Regions from separate parts of the Mus musculus genome. Here all the other regions are linked to region 2. The links are chromatin contacts, called in public HiChIP or PLAC-seq and promoter capture Hi-C maps. All regions are on one chromosome and are shown on one strand. The core of a region is the stretch at or near the end of the contact, and the rest is flanking DNA. Distances in the headings are between cores, read along the strand shown. Region 1 holds the start of Tdp2 (tyrosyl-DNA phosphodiesterase 2). Region 2 has its middle 29 kb from the start of Gm22013. Region 3 holds the start of 9330162012Rik (cDNA RIKEN 9330162012 gene).

Region 1 (2,700 bases), core at 115-2,614, 320 kb before region 2:
ACAAACCTGTCTCAAAAGAAAAACTATCGTTCTTTGGCAAGAGGAGAGCAGATAAACTATGCAGAAACAAGGAGACTTACAGGTTACCATTCTTCAGGAGAAAATCTCTACCTCTGTTTTTTTTCTAATCTTCAGTTTACATATCACCAATATTTCAGGTCAGTAAGTGTATTTCAGTAGCCAGGGTTTCACAAACCTTTAATCCCAGTACTGGGCCAATGGAAGGCAAGCCTTGACCACAAAGGAGTTCCAAGTCAGCCTGGACATATATGGCTCAAATAAAAAGTTCGGGTAGGGAGTGCTGGAATCAGATGCAATGCTAGCAAAAGGGAGGCTGGAAGAGAGCTGGAGGTCAGGATTATTGCAAGCCTCTGTCTCGAAAAAGAACAAATAACGGTAACATTAAACAAAAATTCCATCCCAGTGTGGTGGTGGGCACTCTAAATCCAGCCCATTCGATTCTGAGGCAGGTAGATCTGTGTTTGAGGCCAACCTAGTCTACACACCAAGCTCAGGCCAGCCAGGGATAAAGGGTGAGGTTCTGCCTCAAAATACATAAAATAATCTTCAGGTTTAAGAAATAAGATAAAATAAAATAAAATAAATCACGTTGGAAGCCAGTTCTAGTATGTGCCTTCAACGTGCCAGCACTGAGAGGGCAGAAGCAAGCTGATCTGAGTTCGAGGCCAGCTTGGTTCAAATAACGACGAGTTCCAGGCCAGCCAAGCGCTACACAGTGAGACTCGTCCCAAAACAACAAAGACAAGTCCCGCTGGGAAGTGACCCTGCATCCTCGGAAGCATTCCCTGAGATTTCCAGCTCTGGGGCGCCGGCCGCCCTTTTCCAGGTCCCGGTCCTCGGACGCCCAAGCCCAGCAGGCGGTCCCTCCCCGCCCTCGGCGAGCAGCCCGCGACCCCCGTCGCTTACTAGGCCTCGGACTTGAAGGACGTGGGAGGCTGGCGCGGCCACCCTTGGTCGTTCTCTGGCAGCTCGAAGTAGGCGCTCAGGGCTTTCTGAAAAGCAAAGGCACAAGGCTGCAGGGCGCGCCCCGCCTCCCGGGGGAGAGCGGCGGAAGCGAGAGACGCGAACTGACCTGCGTCTGCCAGTCGTTCTCCCGCAGGACGCTGGGGACCATCGTGGGGTCGCATCCCCCCACCAACGCAAAGCCCAGGCACTGAAGCCGCCGCCTCTTCACCCGGTCCTCCTCCGCCTGTGCTGCTTCGGGCGCCGACGCCGCCCGCCCTGCCGGCCCTGCGGGCTCCGCCGCATCGGAACTGCTGCCAGACGCCATCGCCGCAGGGTCCCCTCAAAACACCCGCTCTTCACGCTGCTTCCCGCGCGACTGATCGCGAACGCCGGAACCTGCGCAGGCGCGCAGCGTGCAAGCGCGTCCGCGTCAACCTTCCGGCAAGAAGACCGCCCTCTCTGGTCCCCGTCCGCGGCCAGCGAGGCGCAGATGGGGAGGGGGAGGGGGAGGGGAGGGGAAGGAGGGGCCGAGGAGGCCTGAAGGTTGCGCGTGCGCGCTGGGGCGCTAAAGAGTGAAGGTAACCCGTGATCATCTAGGACCAGGGCGACCGGGGCGCGCGATCCTTTCTCCCGAGCACGACGCGACAGCGGCCGGGCTTGCAGACTTGACCTTCCACACCCTTGTCCTCTCACAAACGTCTCTTCCAGAGTTCATTCTCGCAGAGCCCAGACTCTTGCTTTGCGTCCACGATGAGCAGCATGACCCAGAACCTACGAGAAGTAATGAAGGTTATGTTCAAAGTTCCCGGTTTTGATAGAGTTTTGGAAAAGGTATATTTATTGTAGGCGAAGTATCTGGTGAAGGGGACGAACCTAGTAAAACACCTTAGTGGCCTCGCAAACGCAGGGGAAGTGCGTGGCGTGGATTCTCATCGAAACGTAAATAAGCATGTTTGGTTTTTTGTTTTTTGTTTTTTTTTTAACCAGCAAACTGTTGGAGTGTGTGGAGAAAAAATGTCAGCGTACCATTTAAGGGACGCTGGAGCCTGCAGGGCTAGTATATAGGAATTGTTTCTTAAGAGTCAAGGAGGTTTGAGGTACGGAAGTGAATGCGAGAACCACCTGTACGTGTGTTGTATTTCTTGCTTTTGAGACTAGGTCTTTGTAACTAGGTCTATGTAACTATGTAACGTTTGTTGGCTGAGAACCCTTGTAGTCCAGGCTGGCCTGGGAGTCTACAGAGTTAACCAGGACCAGTGCCTGCACCCTGCCATTCCACATGAACTAACGTAGACTACTGTTTTCCAGACTTTATAGACATTGTGTTCTATAGGAAGCAATCCTTAATAAATATCCGTAGCAGAAGTCCAGTGCGTGGTATTGTCAGAGTAGAAAGACACTTAACCTTAGAACTTGCTGCAGACTTTTTAATAAATGTTTTAATGCACGCATGTCTATTTTTCTGATTAAGAAAAAATACTTGGAAATTTAAAAAGAATTTGGGCATGAAATATAAATTTTGGTCAACAACAGGCATTTGAAATCTTTTTCCTGAACACGCCCCCTCTTAGAATTTTTTAACTATGTTCATAAAGTGTCAAAAAAATAGGAAATAACCCTTAGGTAAATATATTTAATGTTTTCCAATAGGAAATATTTCAAAACTAAGGACAGCATTTGACAGTGACTTTTAGAAAGATAATATTACCTAAAAAGAATTTTAATGATTTAAGA
Region 2 (2,700 bases), core at 183-2,682:
TATTGACATGGTGATGGGGGTCCTTCTGTTAGATATTTGCATAGCTACAATATGCAGAGAAGACAGGATTGGGTTTCCCTTGGTAAGGCTTATGATAATGTACATGGGTGATCTAGAGAATATCTGTGCTAAGCAAATGAAAACCAACCACAGGGCTAGGTGTGAAAGGTTCATGTCTAATACTGGTGTCCAAGAGACTCACGCAAGAGGACTATCTTAAGATTTAGGTCAACCCAGGCTGCATAGTAAGGGCCAGACCAGCCAACGCTACAGAGTTAGGCCTTGTCTCATAAAAACAAACCAAAATGGAATGAAAAGAAGAAAAAGAAGAAGAAGAAAGAAAGGACAGAAGGCAGATTGCAGGCATGAGTGTTCTGAAGGACTTTGGAAGTTCAGCATGGCAGCCAGCGAGGCAGTCACTATAAATCCTTGGTTTTCCTTCAAAATGAGAATTGCCAGAACCCCTCAAACACTCATTATCCTATAAACACTCATTATCCTATAAACACTCATTATCCTATGGTGGTTGCTGTACATTTGTCTTCTCTTTTTGCTCTACTTTTTTTTTTTTTTTTTTTCTGAGACAGGGTTTCTCTGTGTAGCCCTGGCTGTTCTGGAACTCACTTTGTAGACCAGGCTGGTCTTGAACTCAGAAATCTGCCTGCCTCTGCCTCCCAAGTGCTGGGATTAAAGGCGTGCACCATCACTACCCAGCTACATTTTTTAAAGTTAAAAAAACCCAAACATATGCATATTTCTCAAAACCTCATTTGTATGAATTCCACAATATGAATTGTCACACAGTGATTTTCGAATTGGTGAACATTCCCTGTAAAACAGTGGCCCTCATCTTAAAAGGTCCTGGACAATTTCAAATAGAAAAAAATATATAGAGAGGAAAGTGTTAAGGATATGGAAAAAGATTGCCTCTGAAATGAAGATGGCGAGAGCCAAGAGGCTAGAGGCTGGGAGCTAGAGATTGCAGGCTGAGACTGGAGGGCAGGAAGCTGGGAGATAGAGGTTAAAGGTCAGGACTGGAAGCAGGAAGCTCTAGAGGCTGAGACCCAGAGAATAGCAGCTGAAGGCTAGAGGGGGCAGGAGCCAACAAAGGTTTGAATCTCCAGGAGACCATAGTTAAGGAGGGCAGTTTCATTAGACACTTCCTCTTTTTCTTTCAGCTTGTGTGTGTGTGTACGTGAGTGTGTGCATGAGTGTGTGTGTGCTTGTATCACTGCATGGATGAAGGTTAGAGGACAATCTGTAAAAGTTGATTCTCCCTCAGGGGACAGGAGTCTTGAACTGGTTGACTTTCTCTGCAAGATAAAGAATTAAAAGGCAGGAAAGTCTTGAGCACAGCAGATAGAGGTAGAGACATTGCAAACACAGCAGAGTAGCAGAGTCAGCGGTTAAAGAAAGACGTTGATTGGGGGGAGGAAACTCACAGGTACAGCAAGACACAGAGGGAAAAACCTCTCTGCCAAACAGAGGGGGCGGGGCTCAGATACAGAGAGGGGGCGGGGCTCAGATGCAGAGAGGGGGCGGGGCTCAGATGCAGTCTCTCATCTGGGGCTCGGGTTTAAGCATCAGTTGATGGGCCCTCCTCTCCTAATCTAGGGATGGTCAGGGTAAATGACAGGGTAGCTGAGAGGTCTACAACTTTGGTGTAAACATCTGGCTTTGAACTTGTCTGACCAGTCCTTCAGCATGCTGATCTCACTGGCTGGAGAAAAAAAAAAGCCTGCTAGTCTTTGGTTTTAAGCTGCCAGGCTTTGGTCTCTGGTCAGAAGGGCAAGGAAGAAGCCACCATCTTGGAAGTTGACTTATCCTTATTACTTACCTGTCTTAGTCATGGCCCCTCTCCCTATCTGTCTGTCTATCAGGCATCAAATGTCTAGTCTGTGGTGGTCTGAATGAGAATGGTCCCATAGTCTCATGGTCGAATGCTCAGTTCCCAGTTAGTGGGAATGTTTGAACACTGTTAGGAGACATGGCCTTGCTGGCGTAGGGTGTGGCCCGTTGGAGGAGTTATGTCACTGGGGGTGGGCTTTAAGGTTTAGGAAACCCAAGACAGGTCCAGTCTCACTCTCTTTTCCTCCTGCTTGCTGATGAGGATGTAAGCTCTTAGCTACTGCTTCCATACTATGCCTGCCTGCCTGCTTGCTGCTACATTCCCCACCACGATGACCATAGACTTAACTTTCTGAAACTGTAAGTAAGCCCCATTGAAATACTTTCTTCTGTAAGTTGCCTTGGTCATGGTGTTGCATCTCAGCAATAGTAACTAACTAAGACCTAGTCTCTCAGGTCCCAGGGTTCAAATTCAGGTTGTCAAGCTTGCCAGCAAGCATCTCTAACCACTGACCCTCCTGCCAGCCCATATTTTATTTTTGAAGTAGAAAGTTTAAAAAGAATTTGAATAGCTCTGACAAACTATTTCTTCATGCTTTATCTTCATGCAAGGACTTACTCCATGTGCTTGGCTGCACTGACAAGGCATCAGAAGCCCAGAGAAGTGACATGAAGTATCAGGACCCTGAACACAAGCAGCTTCCAGCCTGCTCTAGGTCTCAAAGGGGCAGAGTTCAAGAGTAAATTGCAAATAACCCCAAAGTTGGAAAGGAAGGCTTACCTGGGGAGAGTTGGGGCCCAGGGTCTAATAAAGTATAGACAAGTGTGCTGTGGCATCCATTTCCTCCAACA
Region 3 (2,700 bases), core at 76-2,575, 420 kb before region 2:
GGCTCTGACTCAGCAGAAGACAAAGCCAACAATTAAAAGAACATCCAAGGCATTTTGCAAATACAATATTCTAACTGGGGCATGTAGTGCTCGCCTGTAATTCCAGAACTCTAGGAAGGAAGACTGCGAGATGTAGGTCATCCTAGGCTACATAATAACATGTTTTCTCAATAATAACAACAACATTTGACTCCACGTATTCTGAACACAAACCTGCTGTTTCTTTTATTCAAATTAAAACTTAGGGTTTCTTTCTTCTGCAGAGTTTGGGGCCCAGATGCAGCAGGAGGATGAAGATTTTGTTTAAGGTGATAGTGCTATGTTCAATCCTCACACCCCTGTTGATTTCTTTTTTAAAATAGGGTCTCAGCCTTGAACTTACCGAGAGCCTCCCAAGTGCTGGCCACAACACCGGGCTTATTATTACTTCTAGGATGATTGTTTCCAGTTACTAAACTTCAGCTCTGTTAGTTGCTTGATGTACAGCAGCTACGTCACGAAGCAAAGGGCAGTGGCTTGGGAGCACCACTGCTCAGGACCAACAGAGGACACACACAGAAAGCATGCAAGAGGAAGCCTCACTTCGACCCTAATTGAACGGTTGCCCCAAATCTCAGTACTCAGGAGCGCTGTGCTCCGAATTCATGAAGGGGATATGTAGAAAAGCATGCAAGGAACCGATCACTGAGCCACACTTCACCCCTCACTGAACAGTGATCCCCAGTTCCAATGCTCAGTAGCCCGAGCATATGAAACCGCGAGTTTGGCCTTTGGTGCCTTCTTTAGACGGAGTGCATATTGCCGGGGCTGGGGAACTGGGGAACAGAAAGTGCTCCCGTCACAATTAAGGCCTAAAGAAATGACAGGTGAGCATCCGACATTGAGAACGGTGAGTTATGTGCACGAATTCATCTTGCTGGGAGTCTTTCCATTCGCAGGCCCTGGAGAAGAACGTGCGGGGAACACAGTTCAAGCTCTGTCTCCTCGCAGCTCCAATCTCAACAGCTCAGAGAGAGGGCGCTCTCGGTGTCTCCGCCACCCCGCGCGTCCCCGCCACCCCGCGCGTCCCCGCCGCCGGGCTCCCGCTTTCCCGCGACCCCTGAGATCCTGCAGCTCGCTTGCCTGTCCCTTGCCGGTGTCGCCGCTACTGCCGGGCCATGGCGACCTGCTTTCTGCTGCGGAGCTTCTGGGCCGCGCGTCCTGCGCTGCCGCCTCCCGGCCGCTTCCGCCCGGAGCCCGCAGGAACCCCGCGGCGCAGCTACGCCAGCGGCCCCGGGGGCCTCCACGCCGACCTACTCCGCGGGGACAGCTTCGTGGGCGGCCGCTGGCTCCCAGCCCCCGCCACCTTCCCGGTGTACGACCCGGCCAGCGGCGCCAAGCTGGGCACCGTGGCCGACTGCGGGGTACCCGAGGCCCGCGCTGCTGTGCGCGCCGCCTACGATGCCTTCAACAGCTGGAAAGGGGTCTCGGTCAAGGTGAGAGCACCGCAGGTGCGGGATCCCGGCCTAGAAGGAAGCAGAGATCCACAGAGTGAAACAAAGTGAAACCGGTTCCTCGGGATACACAGTACGGAAAGCCAGAGCAAACAACAAAAAGAGATAAATTAGTTTGGAGCATGCGTACGGTTATCAGATCCCCTTCCTACATGTATCGACAGGTGTGCATAATAAAAGTGAGCTATGTCAGCCAGCCTATCTGAGAGAGAGAGAGAGAGAGAGAGAGTAGAAGGAAGATGAGAGAGAGCCCTGTATGTGAAAGCTGTATGTAGGGAATGTGTATCTGTATATGTAGGTTGCATGTTGGGGCTGTATGTGTAGGAGCTGTGTCAAGGACACTGAGAAAGGACATGTGAGCTTCGTTCAGAGGAGGGAAAAAGTCTAGGGGCATTCTCTGACTTTAGGTCTAAATGCGCTTACTAACAGAGATGGCTGGACAGTGGAGGGTAGATGGTGAGGACAGAAAATTATTTTAGAAAAATTCTTCCTCCTTTATTTTTGATAGTACCCCTGCAGCCAACCCCATGAAATCATAGTCTCTTTATCCTTCATTTCCTGCTGCTGTCTCCTGATGAGGGTACAAGCACTAGAGCCTTCACATTGGTCCACCCTTCGTGGGGGTGCCACGTATTTCTGGAGGTGCTTGGAATACAGAGTCCAGAAAAAAGGTTGGGGGAGGCTGGAGAACGGTTCGCCTTTTGAGATGTACTTGCTGCTCTTGCAGAGTTTCTGGGTTCAGTTCTCAGCGCTCCCGGGGCAACTCTCACCAGTTTGGGACTCCAGTTCCAGGGGATTGCTGAAGGCACACATACATGCATGCAAGCCAATGCTCATATGCATAAAATAAATGAATCTTAAGAAAATCCAGCCCCTTATAGAGCTTACGTGATGTTTTGGAGATCCAAACTGCAAGCTGTAAAGAGCAAGGAAGTGTGCTGGAACTGATGAATAATGTGGGGGCAAAAGACACATGCAGGCCCAGAGGTCAGAGGAGAGGCCAAGGTGGCCATTTGGGCAGCTTACAGTGACAGGAGTGTGTCTTCCTGCAGTTCCCGAGGCCAGAAGTCAGAGGCTGTGCTGGCTAAGTTCTATGTGAACTTGGAATAAGCTAAGGTCATCAGAGAGGAAGGAGCCTCCATAAGACTGGACTATAGGGAAGCCTACAAGACATTTTCTTAGTTAGTGATCAGTGGAGGAGGGCCCA

The links. Promoter capture Hi-C pulls out the DNA fragments that hold promoters and counts their contacts. HiChIP or PLAC-seq counts read pairs in DNA pulled down with a chosen protein or histone mark.
Region 1: an H3K4me3 HiChIP or PLAC-seq map of pro-B cells shows a contact between it and region 2, with 3 times the contacts expected there. The contact joins the promoter of Tdp2 here to the enhancer-like site in region 2. A contact is called at or near these places in 8 of 39 promoter capture datasets (the HPC-7 cell line, embryonic stem cells, hematopoietic stem and progenitor cells and 4 more), 1 of 484 Hi-C or Micro-C datasets (CD4 T cells), 7 of 115 datasets of contacts at active chromatin or transcription factors (the 230-238 cell line, the SCID.adh cell line, acute myeloid leukemia and 3 more) and 3 of 9 other capture datasets (adipose tissue, liver and pancreatic islet).
Region 3: a contact with region 2 is called in a promoter capture Hi-C map of pre-B cells, with 2.3 times the contacts expected there. The contact joins the promoter of 9330162012Rik here to the enhancer-like site in region 2. A contact is called at or near these places in 10 of 39 promoter capture datasets (the C10 cell line, the HPC-7 cell line, cranial neural crest and 5 more), 7 of 484 Hi-C or Micro-C datasets (the G1E-ER4 cell line, Th1 cells, bone marrow-derived macrophages and 4 more), 4 of 115 datasets of contacts at active chromatin or transcription factors (bone marrow-derived macrophages, memory CD8 T cells and regulatory T cells) and 3 of 9 other capture datasets (adipose tissue, embryonic stem cells and liver).

The regions. Positions count from the first base shown.
Region 1 is chr13:24,830,323-24,833,022 of GRCm38.p6, reverse strand. Tdp2 (tyrosyl-DNA phosphodiesterase 2) reads right to left here and starts at 1,364. Exons shown (of 7, transcript NM_019551.2): 1 at 1,094-1,364; 2 at 928-1,013. The coding sequence starts at 1,291. It overlaps Acot13 (acyl-CoA thioesterase 13), which reads left to right and starts at 1,534. Exons shown (of 3, transcript NM_025790.2): 1 at 1,534-1,797. The coding sequence starts at 1,717.
Region 2 is chr13:24,513,968-24,516,667 of GRCm38.p6, reverse strand. It overlaps a transcript of Ripor2 not described here. Among named protein-coding and RNA genes, the nearest start is that of Gm22013, 29 kb to the right of the region's middle. Within about 2 kb of position 1,432, at least 32 of the 459 cell types and tissues checked have an H3K27ac peak or open chromatin away from gene starts, as enhancers often do. A contact at or near this core is called in the 230-238 cell line, the HPC-7 cell line, hematopoietic stem and progenitor cells and 4 more, where this site is marked.
Region 3 is chr13:24,936,026-24,938,725 of GRCm38.p6, reverse strand. It overlaps 9330162012Rik (cDNA RIKEN 9330162012 gene), which reads right to left and starts at 1,325. Exons shown (of 2, transcript NR_102323.1): 1 at 1,123-1,325; 2 at 1-941. Aldh5a1 (aldhehyde dehydrogenase family 5, subfamily A1) reads left to right here and starts at 1,065. Exons shown (of 10, transcript NM_172532.3): 1 at 1,065-1,475. The coding sequence starts at 1,158. It also overlaps a transcript of Gpld1 not described here.